Regions from separate parts of the Mus musculus genome. Here regions 1 and 2 are each linked to region 3. A link is a contact called in public Hi-C data. All regions are on one chromosome and are shown on one strand. Each heading gives the region's core, a stretch centred on a gene start, on an enhancer-like site or on the middle of the called end of the contact. The rest is flanking DNA. Distances are from core to core; before and after follow the strand shown.

The links. A called contact is a pair of places that touch in the nucleus more often than the background predicts.
Region 1: a Hi-C map of cerebellum shows a contact between it and region 3, with 4 times the contacts expected there. The contact joins two enhancer-like sites. A contact is called at or near these places in 4 of 484 Hi-C or Micro-C datasets (cerebellum, cerebral cortex, nephron progenitors and 1 more).
Region 2: a Hi-C map of cerebellar granule neurons shows a contact between it and region 3, with 2.1 times the contacts expected there. The contact joins two enhancer-like sites. A contact is called at or near these places in 1 of 39 promoter capture datasets (hippocampal neurons) and 4 of 484 Hi-C or Micro-C datasets (brain, cerebellar granule neurons and cerebellum).

The regions. Positions count from the first base shown.
Region 1 is chr3:157,108,104-157,111,807 of GRCm38.p6, forward strand. The region is part of intron 4 of Negr1 (neuronal growth regulator 1); the gene reads left to right. Among named protein-coding and RNA genes, the nearest start is that of Gm24373, 100 kb to the right of the region's middle. Within about 2 kb of position 1,423, at least 21 of the 459 cell types and tissues checked have an H3K27ac peak or open chromatin away from gene starts, as enhancers often do. A contact at or near this core is called in cerebellum, where this site is marked.
Region 2 is chr3:156,769,832-156,773,266 of GRCm38.p6, forward strand. The region is part of intron 1 of Negr1 (neuronal growth regulator 1); the gene reads left to right. Among named protein-coding and RNA genes, the nearest start is that of Negr1, 210 kb to the left of the region's middle. Within about 2 kb of position 1,995, at least 14 of the 459 cell types and tissues checked have an H3K27ac peak or open chromatin away from gene starts, as enhancers often do. A contact at or near this core is called in cerebellar granule neurons and cerebellum, where this site is marked.
Region 3 is chr3:156,927,743-156,931,393 of GRCm38.p6, forward strand. All of the region lies in intron 2 of Negr1 (neuronal growth regulator 1), which reads left to right. Among named protein-coding and RNA genes, the nearest start is that of Gm24373, 280 kb to the right of the region's middle. Within about 2 kb of position 1,414, at least 17 of the 459 cell types and tissues checked have an H3K27ac peak or open chromatin away from gene starts, as enhancers often do. A contact at or near this core is called in cerebellar granule neurons and cerebellum, where this site is marked.

The DNA of each region.
Region 1 (3,704 bases), core at 173-2,672, 180 kb after region 3:
ATGTCAGGAATTCAAGACCACCCTCAGGTAGATAGTGGGTCTGAAACCTGAGCTACACAAAACACCATGTGAAAACAAAACAAAACAGGGAAATGCCTGTGAAAATAGATAGTGGGATGCCCATGCATTTGTGCATTTCTGCATGTGCATCAGAAGTTTTCAGTGGAAATCCAGACACTGCTCCTGGGTTGGACAGTGAGACTGCGCAGTAGACACTGAGCCACAGAGTGCTCCGCTCCATCTTCTCCAGGCAGAGAAAGCAGAATTAGAAGGCAAGCCTCCAACTCCAGCTGAATGCTGAATGCTTGAAGCCTTTCAAGGTTGAGTAGACTCCATTGTCTCCTGGATGAATCACTTGCCTTCTCTGAAACTCAGTTTTGCCATCTTTAAAATGAGAGGACAGAGATGAATAAACAGAACTCTTTGCTCTCATAAAGAATATTGGGTTTCATATGCATAAAGTTTCATTCTCCAGTTATGTTTCTAGAACAGCACTGATCTTAATTTAAGGAAAACAAGATCTGTGTATCCCTGTATATGCAGCTTAAGGGAGTTGAACCACTTTCTTCTACCCTATAGTCAGGTGACTTAGAAACCAATCTTTTTTTTTTTTTTTTTTTTGCCTTAAATTGAATTTTCTGAACAAAACTATTTCTTGGCCAAGATGATTTATAAGATATTTTAGACCCTAAAGCATTCTAAGAAAGTCATAAACATCTGTGAATGGAGACAGTGCCAGCTGACTACATATTTCTTTATCTCAAGAAAAACCTGTGGGATATGTTAAATGCCATTTTTCATTGGAATGGAAAAGCCCTTCATTGTTTTTCCACATAGATATTAGAAGTGTGCATATATACCTTAATCTGTGAATATATGTGTGCTGCCACACATATGTATGGCTTATATTTTTAACTTAACTTGTTATAACTTATTTTTATGTAGATGTGTATAAATGCACACAAAGTGGGTTCATGTGAATGTAGAGGCCAGAGGTCAACCCCAGGCATCACTCCTCAGTAGCTGGCTTTCTTGTTTTTTGAGACAAGAGCTCCCATTGAGGTCTTGAGCTCAGCGCTTACTCTCAGGTGCTTACAGAAAGCCCCTTGGGAGCCTCCTATTCTGTCTTCTCAGCAGGGAGATTGGAAGGGCTGAGATCAGGCCTCCATTCCTGCAAAGCAAAAACTTTATAAAGGATCATTTTAGCTCATACTTTGCAGATAACATTTGAAGAAGCCATGGCATAAAAATCTGGTTTTGATTTTTAAAAGTGCATTCATTTTAGTGTGTGTGTGTGTGTGTGTGTGTGTGTGTGTGTGTGTGTGTGTGTGTGCTGTGCTGTGCTGTGCTGTGCTGTGCTGTGCTGTGCTGTGCTGTGCTGTGCTGTGCTGGCACATAAAGATCAGAGCACAACTTTAAGAGTCAGTTCTCTCCTGCCCCCTTGTGGGATGTAGAAATGGTACCTAGGTAGTCAGGCCTGTATGTAAGCACTTCTCTCCTTGGAGAAATGCAGGCAGCCCAACAGACTCATTTCCTACAAGTGCATCAGTGCACAACAGGGTGCTATGTGCTGGGTGTCCATACCACTCAGAGGCAGGTCATTTATGTTTATAGTCAAGATATGAACACTTTGTGCATTTAAGATGCCAATAAGGTTGGGTTCTATCTGACATTCAGGCCCTGTCTTTTGTTTCATTTGTTTCTGGAAACAGTGGCATTCATTGTAAAGAGACAATGAGGGGCACATTGCAGAGGACCTGAGGGAAATGGCAACAGGGCATTCTGTCTATCGGCCCAGGGCAAAGTCCTCAAGTGTAACCTGGGTGTTCACTGCATCCAGTTGACACATGAGGATGCTACTCCCTAGTGAAGATTCTATAATTTCAGGGCACTCTCACAGGATCAAACTTCTGGAACTCGCTCCCATAGCTAGGCTAATGGGCCATGGTTAGAAAAAGAAGACAGCTTTCAAAAGCTGAGCTAAGCAGCAGGGCACCTAACCGATTCTAAAGGCAGAAAATGACTCAGAAAGGAACTCTTTAGCATAGACTTCCAACAGGATAGAGCTCATGAAGAGCGTGAACTCAGTCAAAAGTAGCCTGTCCACAGAGGCTCACAGTGCAGACTTCTGTTATATACTATTTCCTTACACTAACATGACATGGTTGAAACCAACATATTCTGAAAGTAATAATTATTTCTGCTCATGATTGAACACCATAGCCATAACTAACTAGTGCCTCAATTAAATTAGCCACAGCCTGTTTCTATAATAATAATAACTATTATTATTAAGAACCCTTTAAATTAATAAATGAAATTATGTTGTAATAATACATGATAAATTTTATAATAATTATTACTAATAAAATATTAATGTATCAGTGGCCATGTTATAAGTTCAAAATCATTTCCCTTGTCTAGGAATTGCTTTCTTTGGCCACCATCTAAAGCTCTGGATTCATGTTGAAATGTCCCTGTCCTCTCCAGGATGCAGCTGTAGCCACATAAGCCATCTTGCTGGAGTTATCCCCTACCTCTGGTCAATGATAACAGATGTAAGAAAGATTCTCCAAATCCCTCTGTCACCATGTGTTCTGTCTTAGGTTATCTTGTTGCATTCTAGTGTAAGAGAGACAGAGTGACCAGCATCCTGATGTCTCACCTGAGGCCCATCTTACCTGGAGGATATCCATTAGTTCTGAGTACTTCTGGTGGATCTTCCTGAGTGATGAGTGTTGTGATCAATTTCCATGTGGAGTCTGTTGGGGGTTACCAGGGCTTCTCGTTTCTTGGAAGAGATGTTATGCCTGCCCAAAACCACCCATCCATCCAGACCAGAGAAAATGACACAGGAGAAAATTAAATTCTGCTAAGATTCACTGTCATCGTACACTATGCATATTCATTTATATGTGTGTTCATCTCTGTCTCTCTGTCTCTCTCTCTGTGTCTCTCTCTCTGTCTCTCTCACACACACACATACACACACCCACACCCACACATATGTATGTATATGCTTGAAATAACTAAGAGTACAGCAATAGTCAAAAATGTTGCCATAGCCATATATCCAGAAGATGTTCCAACTGGTAAGAAAGACACATGCTCCACTATGTTCATAGCAGCCTTATTTATAATAGCCAGAAACTGGAAAAAACCCAGATGCCCCTCAAGAGAGGAATGCATACAGAAAATGTGGTACATTTACACAATGGAGTACTACTCAGCTATTAAAAAGAATGAATTTATGAAATTCCTAGGCAAATAGATTGACCTGGAGGGCATCATCCTGAGTGAGGTAACCCAATCACAAAAGAACTCACATGATATGTACTCACTGATAAGTGGATATTAGCCCAGAAACTTAGAATATCCAAGATACAAGATACAAAGCACATGAAACTCAAGAAGAACGAAGACTAAAGTGTGGACACTTTGCCCCTTCTTAGAATTGGGAACAAAACACCCATGGAAGGAGTTACAGAGACAAGGTTTGGAGCTGAGACAAAAAGATGGACCATCTAGAGACTACCATATCCGGGGATCCATCCCATAATCAGCCGCCAAAGGCAGACACCATTGCATACACTAGCAAGATTTTATCGAAAGGACCCTGATAGAGCTGTCTCTTATGAGATTATGCCGGGACCTAGCAAACACAGAAGTGGATGCTCACAGTCAGCTATTGGATGGATCACAGG
Region 2 (3,435 bases), core at 745-3,244, 160 kb before region 3:
GCTTCCAGTCTCAGAAATGTACAGGCCTATGAGCTATTCTTGCTTCAGGAAGTTTCCACAGACTAAAGTTCACCTTCCTCCGTAGTGTAGTGTTTATTATGTTTGCCTCACACACTAACGGTCCCCAATTAAAAATTGGGTGGAAACAATGAAGCTTGCTTCTTTTGGAGACTGGAGAGATGGCTCAATGGTTAAGAGCACTGACTGCTCTCCTGAAGTTCCAGAGTTCAAATCCCAGCAACCACATGGTGGCTCACAACCAGCTGTAATGAGATCTGAAGCCCTCTTCTGGTGCATCTGAAGACAGCTACAGTGTACCTTCCTTCATATCAAGCACTTGTTATGGTATCATTTACCAGCCTCTCAGTAAGTCCTGTGCCAGGTGCACACCACAGGGTTTGTTTTCTCCATTTTTCCCTCTGTGTCCCATTGGTACCCTGACTCATTCTCTACAGTCCATTGAAGCTGGCCATTTCCAAGTATCACCTCAAGATGGTTCCATTGATCTTCTTTTCTTGTTACCCTTTTAGGGAGAAGTTTCTCTAACTTCTCTTTATGTATTTAGTTTTAACTTCTCTACTTATTTTACAGGAGTTATCATAGACTGATATGGAAGTTAGACACAAGTGATCTCTCTGTTAGTCAGCAAGCCCCCATGCCCTGGACCACACATTTATCAAGCAGCAGTCTTGGCACCGGAAAATGGAGTCCTGTATAAAGTGTGTGTTTAACAACTCCAATGAAGTTGAGGTAGAGGCTCCATCCCCTGCACTTCAACCAAACAGAAAGAAAACCATTGTATATCTTTCACTTTGTGTTTAGAAGGCAGTGGAGATCCCCCAGTGTCTTGCTTTCAGACATCTGGCAGTGCCTACCAGGAAAGCATTATTTTAAAAGGTCTTAAGTTTCCAGAACCCTAGGTTGTTCCCTCCCATCTTTGCCCTTGCTATTTTGTGACCAGGAACAGTTTTCCTATTGTAACCTTGTGTGAAAGACGTTTAGAAACAATGTATCTTCCTGTTGGTCCAAGCATAGTATCTGGGCTGAGTGCAGACTTGCTCTGTAGCCCCTGACCTTGTCAGTTACTCTGAGGCAGCAGGCTTTAATGAAACGGACTTGAGCTTTGCTTGGAAAGGACCTCGTGAACCTATATGCGGGATGTATATTCATTAGTGAGTCCTTCTCTGTTGATATTTGCTGTGCTAGACTCAGCTGCATTAATCCACAGTTAGATGATTATGACTGCACTGAAGCAGATGTCAATCACTGGAGTCTGATCTGAATCATGAGCCAGGTAAGGTCATCCCACCAGTGTGTGAGGCGCTTGCTCCTGCCCTCACAGGGAACGCTGGAAGTTGTGGGGGCCAATGAGACAAAAGGAACTTCACAGCAGAAGATTTCTGATATACTTGGGGTACCGTTTGCTTAAATGTATGTCAAACAACTTAAACCTGGCTACTAACTACCAGACTCCTTTATTAAACTTAGTGTATATGGCTATAGAATATAGAAAACGATCAATACGATCAATATTGACTAATGATGGAAAATATGATGAGGAACCAAATACGTGGCTGTGACATTGTGAGGCAGCCAGAACACAGGTGACAACAGTTAATTATGTAGCACCCACGGAATAAATGAAATTAGTGACCTTGTGAACCTATATACTGGATGTACATTTACTAGAGAGTCCGTCTCTGTTGATATTTGCTTTGCTAGGCTAAATTAACAAGGAGAAAATTCTTGCCACACACAGTGGAACTACTTCTAGATGTTCCCATGGTACAGAGGGGGGCAGTCTGACCCAAATTCAGGAAAGGGTTGATTTAAATTATTTTATTCTATTGTTTTTTCCCCCTCTGGTGTTGGTCAAAAACAAACAGGCCCAGCAGATGAGACCCACTGTGCAGTTAGAGAAGAGATGGAAAGGCCAGAGTTTTCCAAGGAGCAGGCAGAGCACAGTGGGGTGTGCAGGGTATGGAGGCGCTGGCTCTGCTCTGCGGGTGTTTATGTTCATCTGCTAGGGAACCCATTACCAGGTGTGTGACTCATGCACAGTTCCTCCTTTGGGAAATGACAATAACAATGCTATTGATTTTCTGATGAGACTGTAAACAGTAAATGAGAAAGCTACAAAATAGCTTGTTAGCAGTGGCCAGGATTTTAACAGCACTGAATAAAATATGACTATTATTCTTTTTAAGCATTGTCTTAAAATGTCTTTACATTTTTCTGTAACAAATATCTCTTTCTACTTCTATTTACAATCTGCATATTCAGTCTTTATTTTATTTTTAAGATTTTTAAAATTAAAAGGCAGGTGGTAGAGAGGGGACTTAAGGTAAAGGACTAATGCCACCTGACTTACAGTGTGGGCCAAGCCCGGGTGAGCACTGCTCTGCCCAGAGGAGGGCAGCAAGGCTGTAACTGGTAGACAGATGGTGTCTATGGCTGCAGTGACTCCTGCAGGAGGCAGGGATGTGAGCAATGGGTTTTGTGGCTGCCACTGAAAGCACCAAGCTCAGTAACATCCTATATAAGTACAAATAATATAGCTCTAGTTAAAGGTTTTGATTTTACTGTTTTGTTCAGCTTCCTATTGTCTTTCTATTATTATATTCATTTTTGACACCATTATGGTACAGAAATAAAAATAACAAAAAGTCACATTGATTACCGTGTTATTGTTCAATTTATGTATGGCTTTATCTTCTGGTATTGAGTTCTAAAATGAGTTTTCAGTATAGAAATGCCTAGGTCTTTGTCCTTAAATATTATAATGCCACAATCGAAACATACTTTAAAACCTGATTTTAAATTTTCATGTTTTTACTTTGTGTTGTTTTAATAGTGACTTAAATATATGTTTTCCTAACATAGCCTAGGTGGGCACAGGGCCATATGAACAGTTGTGAAATTCACAAATATTAAACACATATTAAGATTTCTCCTGATTTTTCTATGGGCATTTGAACTGTAAAGCTAAGTGTATAAAGAAGTTACACAAGCCGTGGAAGCATCTATCAGGGAAGACAGATTGCAGGAGACAGGGCTTTCTTCACAGCTTCTCCTGACCATGTTCACGAAACCTCACAGCAGTTAGAAATCATGAGTAGTTGGCTTGCTGTGAATCACACCACTCTGGAACCCTGAAGAACAAGGGTTGAATCTGATACTTTAAAATTCTCTACTGTAATGTGGTTCCTTCCACTCAAAGGCATTTCTAAGTATGTGTGATTTTTGAAGCTCATGGGGCACAGTGATAAGGGGAGAATTATGCTACTCATGATGCCACAGGCTCACTGTCATGTGACCTTTCACGAGGTATTTTGCCTTCTGGCTTTGTCTTTGCTCGTGGGTAAAAATGGAGATTGCAATGGAGCTGAGGTTTGTGAAGAAGTATCAACAAATTACCCAGTACACACTGAGTTC
Region 3 (3,651 bases), core at 164-2,663:
CCAGTTGGACCAGGTTGGCAACAAAATGAGCAAATCAGGTAAATGTAAGGCAGTGGCGAATAGCTGAGCTACTCTAAGGGAGGTTAGTTCAAGCTTATTACTCTTGTATTTAGTTATTGCAAAACATATTTAAGATTTTTTTTTAATTTTCTAATTTTTCAAAGTCATTTAGAACATACAAGATACATAGATGTTTGTGGTCTATATGTAGCTGAACATGGAAGCCAGGCTGCCAGCTATGGACTCAGGTTTATGTCCTAGACTATTGGCTGTTCTTAGATTTCAAAAAAAATTTAAAAAAAAATCAACGTCCAGCATCTGTTTCAACATTTCTCCCTCCCCTGACTCCAGTATTACTTGATCCCAGTTTCTTGACCTACAGATTCTTGTGCACAGAGTCTGATAAAATGTTACTGAGTGAAATTAACACAATATATGACTTAAACATTTTCTGTCTTCCGATATAGGCTATGTACTTTGTCTAAATATAGTAAAATATTAATTAAAATAAAATTCACTTTAAAGAAATATCTGCATCTTCAGTTCCCTCTTACTAATGATAGATGAAAGTTTTATTATAATCCATCAACACTGTTCATTAAGTTATTTAGAAACTTGATTTAGAAATTTAGAAATGTTTTTCTAAAATATTAAGAAGGAAAATAAATAAATAAACTTCATTTGGTCAGGAAATAAACCCAGGCTGATGCATGTGGGCGGTAATGTCAGATGCAAAACAATCCCCATGGTAACACATTGCATAAAAACATTTTGTTCAAACCAGGATGCCTTGCTGTGCTTTGTAGTTTCCTGCCAAAGCCTCCTCTGCTGCCATGCAGATGGTCAGCCTATCTGTTAGGAAGTCTCCCTTCTCCTCAGGAGAAAAGATCTGCCCTTGCAGAGACCCCAGACATCAGGCTCATCTCAAGCCCCCAGGGACAAACTGAGGATCTGGTTGTTCCTCGGGCCAGGAACACCTCCCAAAACCTGGACTCACAAGTTATTTTAAACTGTATCCTAAGCGTTTTTGACATCTCAGTCTGCAGTCTTCAGCATGGGGTTAATTTTAAAGTATACATTACACTGTAAAAGTCCTCAAATTATTGACGTGAACTTTACTTCAGATACTACCAAGATTATACCCTCTAGGTGCCCTCAAGTCAAACTGCCAAAATCTCCAAATGTGTGGCCAAATGTCAAACTTTCCCACTTTGCTGACAGAGTGACAGAGTGACGGGGGGGGGGGGAGAGGGAGAGAGAGGGGGGAGAGAGAGGAGAGAGAGAGAGAATCATTATAAAAGCAAACACATGGGAGTTAAAAATAAATGTGTTATTTGGCTCTGCTCTGGCATGAATGAGGTAAATAAGTTACATATATGCATCTGCCTGAGAGCTCCGTAAGAGCTTCTGTGTACAGAGTGCTCCAGCTGGGGAGAGTGGGAGTTTGTTTTGTACAATTAAGAAGTTCTCTGCTAAGGCAGAGTATTGCCAGTATTCTCATCAGACGCAAATAAATGGTCCACATGCATTGCAGCTGATGAGGAGTAGATTGACTCAGCTCTTCTTCTTGGTTTGCTGATGTCGGAATGTCTTGTTCCACAGAATGGATATGCTCAAATCTTTGTCAACTGAGATGTATCAAGTGTTCCTCAATGCTGTCTTGTGAGCCATACTACTGGCCTTAATCATGAGATCAGCTGTACCCAGTTATGAGAGTCCATCATCGACATGTGAACTCATGTCTTTGTCTCCTCCTCTGGACCCTCACCACCCAGAATATAAGTTCTCTTACCAACTATTTGCAAGTTATTCCTTCCTAATTACATATGATCCTGTGTCTCAGAGAAAAGCTCAAGTGTACATTCTGGGAAAGGATATGGGATGAGGCTCCATCTATGTGGGTGTGTGGAAACCAGCACCCATGCTGTGTACAGATCTTCCACTGGAGCTATGTGGGCTCACTCATATTCCTGCCCATAAACCCTTACCCATGCTCTGAAACTAAGCTCAAGGTGGACTCTGGTGGCATCCCTCATTGCTTTGTAGTTGGAGCCATATCAGGAGGGGTTAAATGTTGTTTATGTTACCCCAGAGAGAACAAGAAATTCTGTGAAATGATCTAAACAGACATAATAAGGTCACAGTATTGTTCCCTGTGGGAGTTGCCTGTTATTGGCTTTATTCTGTAGATAAAACATATGTCCTGCCCTAAGTGTCAGGGGATTTGTTGGCGCTAAAAGTCAAGAGGAGGAGGAGAAGGAAGGATGTGGAGACAATGAAGTAGAGTTCACTTTCTGAGAGAGAAATAAGCATGAAAGGGATATGGTGGGTGAGATGTACCCCAGGGTGTAGACTTTCTGACTATGAGCATTTCACAAAAGCTCAGTTGTGGAAACCTCAACTGTATGCCTGATTTCTAAGAGGAGCTTTAAGGGAGCAGGACTCTGCCCACAGGAATGAAATTGTAGCTTTCTAAGGGGACCAGTGGTCCTTCAGTGCACTGGTGAACTGTGCTAGGGTACAGCAGATGGCAGCAGAAGGAGTGGCCTTTTCAGACACCAAACCTGACATTACCTTGATCTTGCACTTCTTGGATTTCAGAACTGTGAGAGATGTGTTATTTGCAAAGTGTTCCAAGTATTTTGTTATAACAGGCCAAAGAGATTATGAAGTGTACGGAACTAAAGAAACATAGACAGCTAATTGTCTGTGTGAATATCTGAGGTTCTTCAGGGGTGTGTGATACAGTGACGAGAGAGAGAAGTGCATGAGAAATAGGAAGTGAGGACTGCAGAGACAGATTGATGGTGAAGAACATTTGCTGCTTGTCTTAGTCAGGGTTTCTATTCCTGCACAAACATCATGACCAAGAAGCAAGTTGGGAAGGAAATTATTTATTCAGTTTAAACTTCCACATTTCTGTTCATCACCAAAAGAACTCAGGACTGGAATTCAAGCAGGTCAGGAAGCAGGAGCTGATGCAGAGGCGTGGAAGGATGTTACTTACTGGCTTGCTTCCCCTGCCTTACTCAGCTTTCTTTCTTTTTTGTTTTGTTTTGTTTTATTTATTTATTTTTAATTAGGTATTTTCTTCATTTAAATTTCAAATGCTATCCTAAAAGTCCCCTAGACCATCCCCACCCCAACTCCCCTACCCATTCACTCCCAATTCTTGGCCCTGGCGCGCCCCCCCCCCCCCCCCGTACTAAGGCATATGAAGTTTGCAAGACCAAGAGGCCTCTCTTCCCTGATGGCTGACTAGGCCACCTTCTCATATGAAGCTAGAGACACAAGAACCCAAGAGTACCAACCCAGGGATGACACCACCCACAATGGGCCCTAAATCACTAAATTAGAAAGTGCCATATAGCTGGATCTCGTGGAGACATTTCCTCAACTGAGGCTCCTTTCTCTGTGATAACTCCAGCTTGACACACAAAGCCAGCCAATACAAAGGATCAAAGTTCAGTTCCCAGCACCCACTTAGGGAAGTTCATTCTAGCCTCCATGAGCAACACACACACACACACACACACACACACACACGCTCCCCAGATACATATAAACATACTTTTAAAATGAATAAACAAAGTATTTAATATAAATAAATAAGAAATAGTGGTCTGCCTCATTTCTTAGTCAAGGTTACCC